Linked DNA regions of Mus musculus: region 2 is linked to region 1. The links are chromatin contacts, called in public Hi-C maps. All regions are on one chromosome and are shown on one strand. Each heading gives the region's core, a stretch centred on a gene start, on an enhancer-like site or on the middle of the called end of the contact. The rest is flanking DNA. Distances are from core to core; before and after follow the strand shown. Region 1 has its middle 75 kb from the start of Slc10a2. Region 2 holds the start of Slc10a2 (solute carrier family 10, member 2).

Evidence for each region. Hi-C and Micro-C count contacts between places; a contact is called where the count stands out from the background.
Region 2: a Hi-C map of liver shows a contact between it and region 1, with 9 times the contacts expected there. The contact joins the promoter of Slc10a2 here to the enhancer-like site in region 1. A contact is called at or near these places in 11 of 39 promoter capture datasets (the HPC-7 cell line, cranial neural crest, embryonic stem cells and 6 more), 7 of 484 Hi-C or Micro-C datasets (all in liver), 4 of 115 datasets of contacts at active chromatin or transcription factors (epiblast stem cells, kidney and liver) and 1 of 9 other capture datasets (liver).

The regions. Positions count from the first base shown.
Region 1 is chr8:5,027,754-5,033,348 of GRCm38.p6, forward strand. No RefSeq gene overlaps it. Among named protein-coding and RNA genes, the nearest start is that of Slc10a2, 75 kb to the right of the region's middle. Within about 2 kb of position 3,103, at least 16 of the 459 cell types and tissues checked have an H3K27ac peak or open chromatin away from gene starts, as enhancers often do. A contact at or near this core is called in kidney, liver and second pharyngeal arch cranial neural crest, where this site is marked.
Region 2 is chr8:5,102,306-5,107,900 of GRCm38.p6, forward strand. It overlaps Slc10a2 (solute carrier family 10, member 2), which reads right to left and starts at 2,982. Exons shown (of 6, transcript NM_011388.3): 1 at 2,502-2,982. The coding sequence starts at 2,878.

The DNA.
Region 1 (5,595 bases), core at 1,853-4,352:
GAAGTGTGACGAAAGGATGGACCATCTAGTGATTGCCATATCCAGAGATCCATCCCATGATCAGCTTCCAAACGCTGACACCATTGCATACACTAGCAAGATTTTGCTGAAAGGACCCAGATATAGCTGTCTCTTGTGAGACTATGCCAGGGCCTAGCAAACACAGAAGTGGATGCTCACAGTCAGCTATTGAATGGACCACAGGGCCCCCAATGGAGGAACTAGAGAAAGTAACCAAGGAACTAAAGGGAACTGCAACACTATATGTGGAACAACAATATGAACTAAGCAGTACCCCGGAGCTCTTGTCTCTAGCTGCATATGTATCAAAAGATGGCCTAGTCGGCCATCACTGCAAAGAGAGGCCCATTGGACATGCAAACTTTATATGCCCCAGTACAGGGGAACGCCAGGGCCAAAAAGGGGGTGTGGGTGGGTAGGGGAGTGGGGGTGGGTGGGTATGGGGGACTTTTGGTATAGCATTGGAAATGTAAATGAGCTAAATACCTAATAAAAATGGGGAAAAAAAAAAAGAAAAAAAAAGAGACAAGCTTGGACTTAGGTTATTTTGACTCTGTATTCTCCAGCAAATAGCTAGCTGTCTGGTGAAGATCTTAGTGGAATCTTTGTTGGTTTTATTCCTTAAGTCCTGTCAGACAATCAGAGTTGATACCTTATATGAGAACTCTGACTTACCCACTCTGAAAAATAATAGCCTTTGAACTTCCAAAGTAAAAATTCACATTTCATAGGAGTATAAAAGTTATTTCAGGCAGTTCAGCCCTTCCAGCCTAACTAGGCTAATCAGAGATTGAATATCCGGAGCTGGTTCTGAAGGACATTCTTTGCTCACAGAAACCATGAACTAGATTTCTGGTATTGAAAGTCACAACACACAGAAGTACTTTGAGGAAACCACAATATTATCAAACCCTAATAACAGCTAGGTTTATATTTTGGAGTCAAGAATTTCTGAGTTATAATGGAATCAACCTCTAAAGATTTTAAGAATATAGATGGGGTGGGGGGAGGGTATAGGGGACTTTTGGGATAGCATTTGAAATGTAAATGAAGAAAATATCTAATAAAAACTAAAACAAAACAAAACAAAACCCCTGTTCTACCATTCAGCTAAGAGAAACAAACTTCCTTTGAAATATATCAAATTGCCATTAGAAAAAAAAAAGAATACAGATAGCATTGGGGAAACGTGTACAACAGGAAATAATTTCATATAGAAGTCTATTCTATATGTAAATATCATTTTGGCATGGAAAGTCTCATGTAAAAAATGGAAGCATGCTTTGAAATTTAGTGAGATTCTGGATCAGCTGGCACATCCTCATTGCTCTCTCTCTGTCTCTCTTTGTCTCTGTCTGTCTCTCTGTCTCTCTCTTTCTCTGTGCATATGTTTTAGTGAGGAGATGAGAGAGTTGTTTTTTCTTTTTTGAAAACTGGCCATATATGCATATTACTTTTCAAGGAAGTACAAGTTGTGCTTGGTTTCCTGAAACGTCTTGTCCTTGTGGATATTCCGAGTTTTTCACCTTTATAAACTCATGGCAACATCACACACACACACACACACACACACACACACACACACACACACACACACATACACACACACACACACCCTCTTTCTTTGTCTTTCTTTTTCTCCTTTCTTACATCTGTTCTCCTTTCTTTCTTTTTTTTTTTTGAAAACTGGCCATATATGTATATCACTTTTCAAGGAAGTGCAAGTTGTGCTTGGTTTCCTGAAATGTCTTGTCCTTGTGGATATTCCCAGTTTTTCACCTTAATAAACTCTTGGCAACATCTCTCTCTCTCTCTCACACACACACACACACACACACACACACACACACACACACACTTTCTTTGTCTTTCTTTTTCTCCTTTCTTACATCTGTTCTCCTCTTTTCCTAATTTGTTTGTTTCCTTTCTTTCTTTCTTTCCTTCTTTCTTTCTTTCTTTCTTTCTTCCTTCCTTCCTTCCTTCCTTCCTTCCTTCCTTCCTTTCTTTCTTTCTTTCTTTCTTTCTTTCTTTCTTTCTTTCTTTCTTTCTTTCTTTCTTTCTTTCTTTTAACTATGTCTTATTCTGTAGCCTGAGTTTACCAGGAACTCATTTTCTTAATGATACTTATAAAACTGCAAATACTTTTTACCCTTTGGTGTTCACTTTAGCATTTTGTAGAAAATGAAGATTCATTGCTTAATTCAATATTGTGAATACTTTCTTCTTAACAATTTGATATTTTATCTGTTTTATGTAGGTCTATGATTCCTTTTGTGCCAATTTCTCAACTACAGAACTACAGGATTCTATCTTCAAATGGTTTGTCTTGGATATGTTCCAAGTATAGTTCACAAGTTAGTATCACTTTATTTTCTCAATACCTGGTTCACTGTTTATTGATTCACTTACATAAACCTTTCTTTAAGCTTTGAGTTTTTAAGTCTTGGGTTGGAATGTAAATATATGAACTACACCAATGTATAAACTCCTCGTTATATTAAATGATGCAAAGAAATCCTGCTTCATGGAGATGTAAAACTATTCCATGATGTTAAAAGCAGTGATTTCTAGTGTCTTTTAAATATCGTGCAGAATTCTTTTAAAAGTACATAGTACTCTTGACTAGGATGGGAACTTTCCATCTTTGGAAAACAGGAATATTTCCTTGGACCTGAACATTTATTAACTTTAACTGACAATGCATGGCAAAGGTAACAACCTTAGTTATTGTCAGAAGGACCATGGAGTAGTATTCAAAATTCGATTTTCTTTTGAGTTAATATTTTGCAGTATTCCACTAAAATGTTCATTAAATAACAAATTTGGAGGGTGCTTTGTATTGCTTCTAAGAAATTGCATTGTTGGCATTTTTTTCTTTTGAGGAATTTCAGTTATACTTACAATTTGTACTCACTTCCAAAGTCCACTGGGCTGTAATGGTTTGAACTTATGTGAAGAAAGAACTCTTTGCTCTGGGAAACTCATCTGCTTTTAATTGCCAACTATCCTGCACAGGAACTATTAGTTAGCCTGCAGCTCAACTGCGGCTCACGTATTGAAGGGACAAAGGTTTGTTTGTCTAGTGTAAGTGCCCATTACACTCCACTATTTCCAGAAGAGTCACAAACTTTGCCCTCTGCATTACTGTTCAGGATAATGATCTTTGTGCTGGTGACCAAGACAGCCTATCTGGACAGAGTTTCCATTTTAGAAACTTATTTGGCAAGACATTCGAAGACTATGTTATTCTTCTATTCCTGCTGACATTCTCAAATTTACAAGCCTAAGCCACGTAGGTCTTGTCTGCCTGCTACTATGGCTCTGCAAATTGCCTTATGGAGGTCTTACAAGATGATTTAGCCAGAAAGAAAAAGACACTAAGAACTTACAACTGTGTATACTGTAAGGATGGGCGTAGTATCTTGTTTAATATAAGAACTTGCTTAATGTCCCTTGCATGCTATCTAATGCTTAACATTAAGAAAATTATATCTTGATTACTTTGGAGAAGAGACATTTTCCAGACTATAACCTATTCTCATCCACAACCATAATTCTCAATTTATGCAAATGGATTTCCTTTTTTGTTTTGTGGGGTAGAAGGGCTGTCGTGCACTCTTACTTTTAAGATTCAGTGTTTGCTATTAACGATACTCTGTTATGCTTGCAGACAGGAGCATGTTGTCCTCTGAGAGGCTCCACCCAGCAGCTGACTCAGACAGATACAGAAACCGATAACCAAACAGTGGATGGAGCTTGGAGAGACTCATGGAAGAATAGGAGGAAGGATTGTTCCCTGAACAGGATCGAAACTTCTCAGGAAGACCAACAGTACCTATTAACCTGGAATCTTGAGGTTCTCACAGTCTGAACCACTAACCAAAGAACATACACTAGGCCTCCCTGCACATGTAATATATAGCAGATATTCAGCTTGGTCTTCATGTGGATCCTGAACAACTGGAGAGTGAGCTATCCCAAAAGCTGCTGCCTGTCTGTGGGATATGTTCTTCTAGCTGGGCTGACTTGTCCTACTTCAGCAGGAGAGCAAGTGTCTATCTAGTCTTAGAGATACTTGAAGTGCCAGGATACCCAGGAGGACACTTACCTGCTCAGAGGAGAAGGGGAGTAGGGGATGAGGGAAGGATTGTGGGAAGAGAATACTTGGAGGAGGGCAGTAAGCAGGATATAAAGTGAATAAGTAAAAACTAAAATTAAATAAAATATCTATTCCCAATAAAAGATATTCTCTTAACAGCAGCAGCAGTAGCAGCAACAACAACAACAAAGATTCAGTGTTTGAGGATATATCAGTGGTAAAGTACAAAACTCAAATACACTAAAACAAAACCAAATAAAACAACTAAAGTAATGAACAGAAAACCAAAGTTAATCCATTAACCTAAAGGTCATATAAGAATAGTCCTTTGGTTATCATTAAACATACATTAGTCAATAAAAAATAAATTGTAAGTTAAATCATCTTTAAAATATTTATGGTTAATGTGTGTGTGAAAAAGAGAGTGAACATGCCTTTGCATGTGTGTTGGGGGGTTTTGGTTAGAGGACAACATTTGAAATTGGTTTTCTCTTTTCACTGTAGGATCCACAAATGGAACACATGCCATCAGACTTGTGTGTCAAATGCTTTACTTATTGATCCATTTCATAGTTTTTATTGTTGTTTTAATTTTCAGTTCTCTACAAATTGATAATAATTTTCAAATGTTAAAGAAATATTCATGACTTTTCAAATATTTAAATAGGTCTTCATTTGTGGATGTCATATTCATAGATCATTTATAATTTGAATCTTAATTTCTTATCATATACAACCTTGTAATATACAAAATGTACTTTCCTTAGTGCATGTGTGTGTATGTATATATATATGTGTGTATTTGTATTTATATATGTGTGTGCATACATATGATATATATTATGTATATGAATATCATCAGATCAGCTTACATTTTTAGAGGCTGAAAGTTTACATTTTCATGAAGTCAAGTCTGCATATCTTTTTCTTTCTACATTTTTTCATTGTTTTCATGTGAGTTATCTTTCAATGTGCTTTTTTAATTAGATATTTTCTTTATTTAGATTTCAAATGTTATCCCCTTTCCTGGTTTCCCCTCTGAAAACTCCCTATCTCCTATCCCTCCCCCTGCTCACCAACCCACCCATTCCTGCTTCCTGGCCCTGGCATTCCCCTATACTGGGGCAAAATATCACTCCCCGTAGGTTTGAAAAAGGCAGTATAAGTTGTATGGTGGTGTATTCCATAAAAACTGGCATACATACAGTGATGAGATCATAAGTATATACAATAAATGTTTGTTGATGCATTGATGAATTTCAATAGATTCTTCTCAGAGTTTATGTTTTACCCAATATCATGTTGCCATTTTTTAAAAGAGTTATTTATTTATTATATGTAAGTACACTGTAGCTGTCTTCAGACACACCAGAAGAGGGAGTCAGATATCATTACAGATGGTTGTGAGCCACCATGTGGTTGCTGGGATTTGAACTCTGGACCTTCGGAAGAGCAGTCGGGTGCTCTTACCCACT
Region 2 (5,595 bases), core at 1,732-4,231, 74 kb after region 1:
CTTTCTTTCTTTCTTTCTTTCTCTCTCTCTCTTTCTCTTTCTCTCTTCCTCTCTCTCTCTCTCTCTTTGTATTTGCACATGTATTTGGGTATAAGAGTGTATACTTCTGTGTAATGGGTACCTGCAGAGACCAAAAGAAGCCATTCTATGCCCTGGAGCTAGAGTTACAGTTTGATCCACCTCATATGGGTGCTGGGAGTGAAACTTAGGTCATATGCAAAAACAGTAAGTACTCTTATTCCCTAAGATATCTCTCTAACCACTAATGTTACCTTGCATTATGACATGAGCACCTCTTAATGACAGAGGTCCATTATAATCTCTGTGTATAGTATGGTGACACTACTACACTACAGAGTGATTTTTTACCTCAGGATAAGTGATGTAGGGGAATTAATATGGTTCCATATTCAACTGATTTTATGTTCAGCAATAATGTATGTTCAGGTACTGGTTGTACTGTTACAAGGCTATATTATTTAAAACTTACAAATATTAAGAAACTGTTTAGTGTAGGTCAAAGCCTCAGGGTCATTTCCTGAAGTCTGGTAGTTCCTGGAACTCTCATTCTCTGTGTATGTTCAGATCAATGGTGTAGAAGCCTAAAAAAATCCTGATTACTATATTGTGGTTCACAGATTAACTAAATGTCAGTAGCATTTACTATTCTGTGTTTTTTCACAGGGCTTTTCTTTAAGACTAGTAGTATATGTTGCTAGGCAGTAATTCTATGTCCTTATGCAAAAATGAATAATGCATGTTCTTTGTTTTCTAAGGCATCAGAAAAATAGCACCAGTTTGGTGTTGGTGGCTCGTTCTCAGCTGCTCACCAGGCTCCCAGGGACCAACAGAGCTGATGGCAGGTTGTCCAGCATTTAATGAACACTAGCTGGAAACATTCAGAGTCCAATAGCCAAATGTCAGGCAGAGACCAGAGAGTCTCATGGAAGAGTGGAAGAGTGAGGGATAGAATTGTGGGGGTTGGAGGGGGAGGACACCATAAGAATACCTACAGAGTAAACTAACTGGGGCCAATGGGGCTCATATTGACTAAACTGCCAATCAAAGAACATACATGGCTGGATCTAGGCCTCCATGAACATATGTAGCAAATGTGCAGTTTGGTCTTAATGTGGGTCCCAAACATAATGTGGGAATAGGGTCTGTCCCAAAATCTGTTGCCTGTATATGGGATAAGTTGTTCTTCCTGACTGCCTTGTCTGGCCTCAGTGGGAGAGGATGAACCTATCCTTACAGAGACTTGCTGTGAACCAGCGTGGGAGATACCTAGTGGGGACCCACTTGCTTAGATGAGAAGAGGCGGAGGCATGGGGGAAAATTGTGGAACGAGTGACTGGGAGCAGGGCAGTGATAGGGACGTAAAGTGATTAAGTAAAAACAAAACAAAACAGAACAACAACCCTCAAACTCCTGCTCTAGTCCCAGTAATGTTTCTTATTTCTATTAGTTACCAGTCCTCCCTCCCACCCAGTGTTAGTTAAAACTGGCACAAGTTGTATTGGACAAATGTTAAAGTTAGATTACTCTCTTGAAAAAGAGAGACATTATTTTCTCCTTATTTTATAAAAAAATAAGCATAATTAAAATGACTGCTGAAGAATGTTTCCTCTTAATGTCACCAGATTTAAAATGAATTTATGAATTCTTCATTAGCTTTCTAACCAAGAAGTATTTGTCCAAAGAACAGGCTTTTTGGTGGAGCTGATGTTGACCAGAGTTTAATATTTGATGAGAAGTTTGAGTTTGTATTTGCACTAAGACCAACTTGTCATCACACAGAAAGTTCATCCTTAATTCCATTGCAACAAGACTTTCTCAGTTGCAGTTTGTGGAAGAATTATTTAATGAAAAAGTTTGAATGTTTTCCACAGGTAATACAACTTCTTGTTAACTGAGTTAGAGTTCAAAGTGCAAGCATATTAATACAGACTAAGAAGACAAATACCAAGTCTTCCTCTCAGAGGCTGATCTTGATTTAAATTTATACATACACACATAGCCATACATACTCACAGGACTTGATAGAGAGGGAACTTTCAGGGCAGATCAGGGCGGAAATAGGGAAGATAATGGAATGTATGCGGCATGGAAGCAGGACAGGGAGTGGAACAGCAGGAGGGAGAGTGGGGAACTAGTGGTAATGACATATAATTAGGAACAAAACGCAATGATAAACATGCATACAAAAGTCACTTAGAAGGTTGCTTCTTTGTGTGCTAACTGAAAATATTAAAAATTAAAATGTAAACTACTGTTTGGTTTAGGATGAAAACTACAAAAAATACAAAGACACAAATAAGAGTCCCCATTTCGAATAGCAAAGCAGCTGTTTCAAAAGGCACATGGATGCACTTACTCTTCCCATTTAACTCCTTAGACATTTAGTCAGTGCAGCAGATCAAATGGATGTTGAAAAAGATACAGATTTTTCTAAACTTAACTCCAGTTGGCTGTAACAGTTACAGATTTTTATATCTTACCTGAGGTCCATGTCGCCATCTATCCAATAGGCCAGGATATTGGAGCCAGTTCCTCCAGGGCAGCAACCCATAATTAGCACCACTACAGCCTGTACAGGAAGGATGCCAGAGGCCACAGACAGGATAAAGCCTGTGAGAGGCATGATTCCAAACTGACAGAGGAAGCCCACGAAGATACCCCATGGTCTCTTTATATGTCCTAGGAACTTGTGGACTTCCACATTGCACCCCATAGAAAACATCACCATGGCTAAGAGGATGGTGAGCACAGTGCTCATCACTGTATTGAGAATTGCATTGAAGTTGCTCTCAGGTACTACGCAGGAATCGCCTTCGCAGACAGTTGCATTTGGGGGACAGACAGAGGAGTTATCCATCACTGCTTGTGCTGTGCAAATGGCCAAGTCCACAGAAGCACCAGTTCTGTCTCTACTGCCAGCTGAGTATGCTTTCAACACGCCAAACTTTTAAACCCTTTCTCAACATGTGGTACTTGGTGTCTCTTTGAAAAGCCACGTTAGAGAAGCAATAAAAAACAATAAATGCTAGTATGTCAGTTTCGAGAGGCTGCATTACAACATAGCACAAATAATGAATCATAAAACGTCCAGAGAAACTACTGGCCAAGACAGAAAGTTATAATTAATCATTTATTGACATGATAATGAACTAAGCCACACAGAAATAGCCACGTTAATAATTAATGCCAGGAAAGTTTGCTGGGAATAATTTTAGTTAAACTCTGAATTGTATAGAATGTTCCAAGAGTTGGAGTGGAGTAAAGTGTATTATTCTCTCCTCCAACTTTAAGTAGGGGGTACTAAAGCTTTGAAAATTATATTAAAACAAAAAAAAAAACAATAACCCCATGCCAAACTACATTATAAGTTGACTGAAGAAGATTTTCAGCTTTCTTACAATAGCTGTCAAGTGGTCATTCTTCCTTATATGAACTATGATGTCCACAAAACATATGCATGTTTCACAGACTTCTAGGGCTTGAAAAAAAACTTAGGGAAGGGTGGTTAGTCCTTGTGAGCACTGAATGTTTTCTGCTGAAGTCCATCATATGGAGCCACCTTCGTTACTTACACATGAATTATACATATATTGACATGGCAACAAAGTGTTTTATAGATAGAGACAATACAATTAGTTAGAGGCATAAACTCTAGATTAGGTCAAAGTGACAGTATAACTCTTTGTGCTTAGAGCCAGGAATTAAAGTTGTGTGTGTGTGTGTGTGTGTGTGTGTGTGTGTGTGTGTGTGTGTGTGTGTGAAATAGAAAGTATTATAAGAGGTTTTTGGAAATATCAAGTAGTTATTTTTATGATGGATGAACAGAGCGCTGTGGTAAGGTATGTAAGGAAGGCACAAAAATAGGCAGAAGACAAATGTCCAGTTCTCAGGTATTTAAACCCAACACTAGAGTAGGCTGGGTTCTAGCTTATATCTACAGACTCAGGAGTCTGAAGAGCATGAAGCATGAGGATATGAAGTTCAAGACCATCATGGACTAGAGAATGAGGTCCTGTTTCTATCTCTCTCTCCCAGGAAGACAAACACACTAACACAAACCATTTAGAACAGTTTCTTAGAACTCAGTATGCTTAAGATTTCAGGAGGCATTTTTTAAATGTAGGTTCTGACTCTTGACTTTGTTTTCTATAGAGCTCCCAGTTGAACGTAATGATGCTGAATAGGGCACCCCTTTGAGATTGGGCAGGGCTTTGATTGTGTCTCTAGTTATATCATAATAGTGAAGTCTGACTGCTCACACTCAGAAGCTACCTGTGAAGAAAAACTCCTCACAGAAATAATGGCCTTCTTATCACGACTTGACCACCGGGCAGAAGAAAAACAGTCCTAGGTCCTAGCAGCTGGAGAACTGGGGACCCTTCCCCTTTAACCTATGATTGAGTTAATGTCAGGATCAGGGCCATTTTCTTGACTGATAACTGATTAATTCTCCTTGCTAATATAACTTCTGTTCCAGTAATGTCCTTTTAAGCTGTTAGGTTGCTTTGTTTGTGCTTTCTTCTGTTAGTTGGTTATAATTGGCGCTGCCAAATCCAGCCTCAGATTGCCTAGATTGGAGTTAGTTGGCAAGAGGCTAGGTTCTGGAAGATTCTTTCTTCTCTCCCACTACCTGCCCTGCCTTGTGGCTAAATGATTAGCTAGGTTTCCCAGCAAGGCCTCTCCTCCCACTCCTGGCTGTGCCTCTCCATCGGTCTGATTGATCTCTGGTTCATTACCTCACCTGGTGGCAGTCAGTCCCAAGGCATGTGAGGAAGGTGCGCCTCCTGCTGCTGCCTTTGTGTACCTGCCAGAGCTAGTTCCTTTTTGCCTGGCTGCCCCAGTGTTGGGGAATGTGAAGGCAGGGAGGCAGGAATAGGTGGTTGGGTGGGGGCATTCCCTCATAGAATCAGGAGGAGCGGGGATGCGATAGGAGGTTTTGGGGGATGTGAAATCAGGTAAGGTGATAACATTTGAAATGTAAATAAATAAAATGTCCAATAAAATAAAATAAATAAAAATTAAAAAATAAAAGAAAAAATATCAGAAAGGTAACCTAGGATCTGACTCTATATAGCCTACTCATTTTATCATGTCTCTTCTGCCAAAGGATATTTGAGCCCTAGCTTGGAAGGATTTAGATTTGTACATTTCTTCTAAGTTGAAAGATTTCACTATTAGGTCAAAGCACCTCACTTTCAGACTTCCTCCGTTGAATTACAGGGCAGTAAACTTTGTGATGAGGACTGAGTTTGTAGCTAGGCTGGTCATCTGCAATCAATCCTATCCGCATCTTCTCCTTTTTTCATATAAATGGGTTTATTTGGCTTACTAACCATGTTAAATGGCCAGACTATTTCTAATAAAGAAGCTTTCTAATTGTGATTTTTTTTATGGCTACACATTTGTCAAAATATTTTTAATTGGTATATACTTGTTGTCCATGGTGACAGGATTCATAAGGACATTCTCTTTTAAGTAGATTAAGAATGCTGGCTCACAACAATATCAACCAACCAGAACCCCCAAAGCTCCCAGGGACTAAATCATCAACCAAACAGGACCCATGGCTCCAGC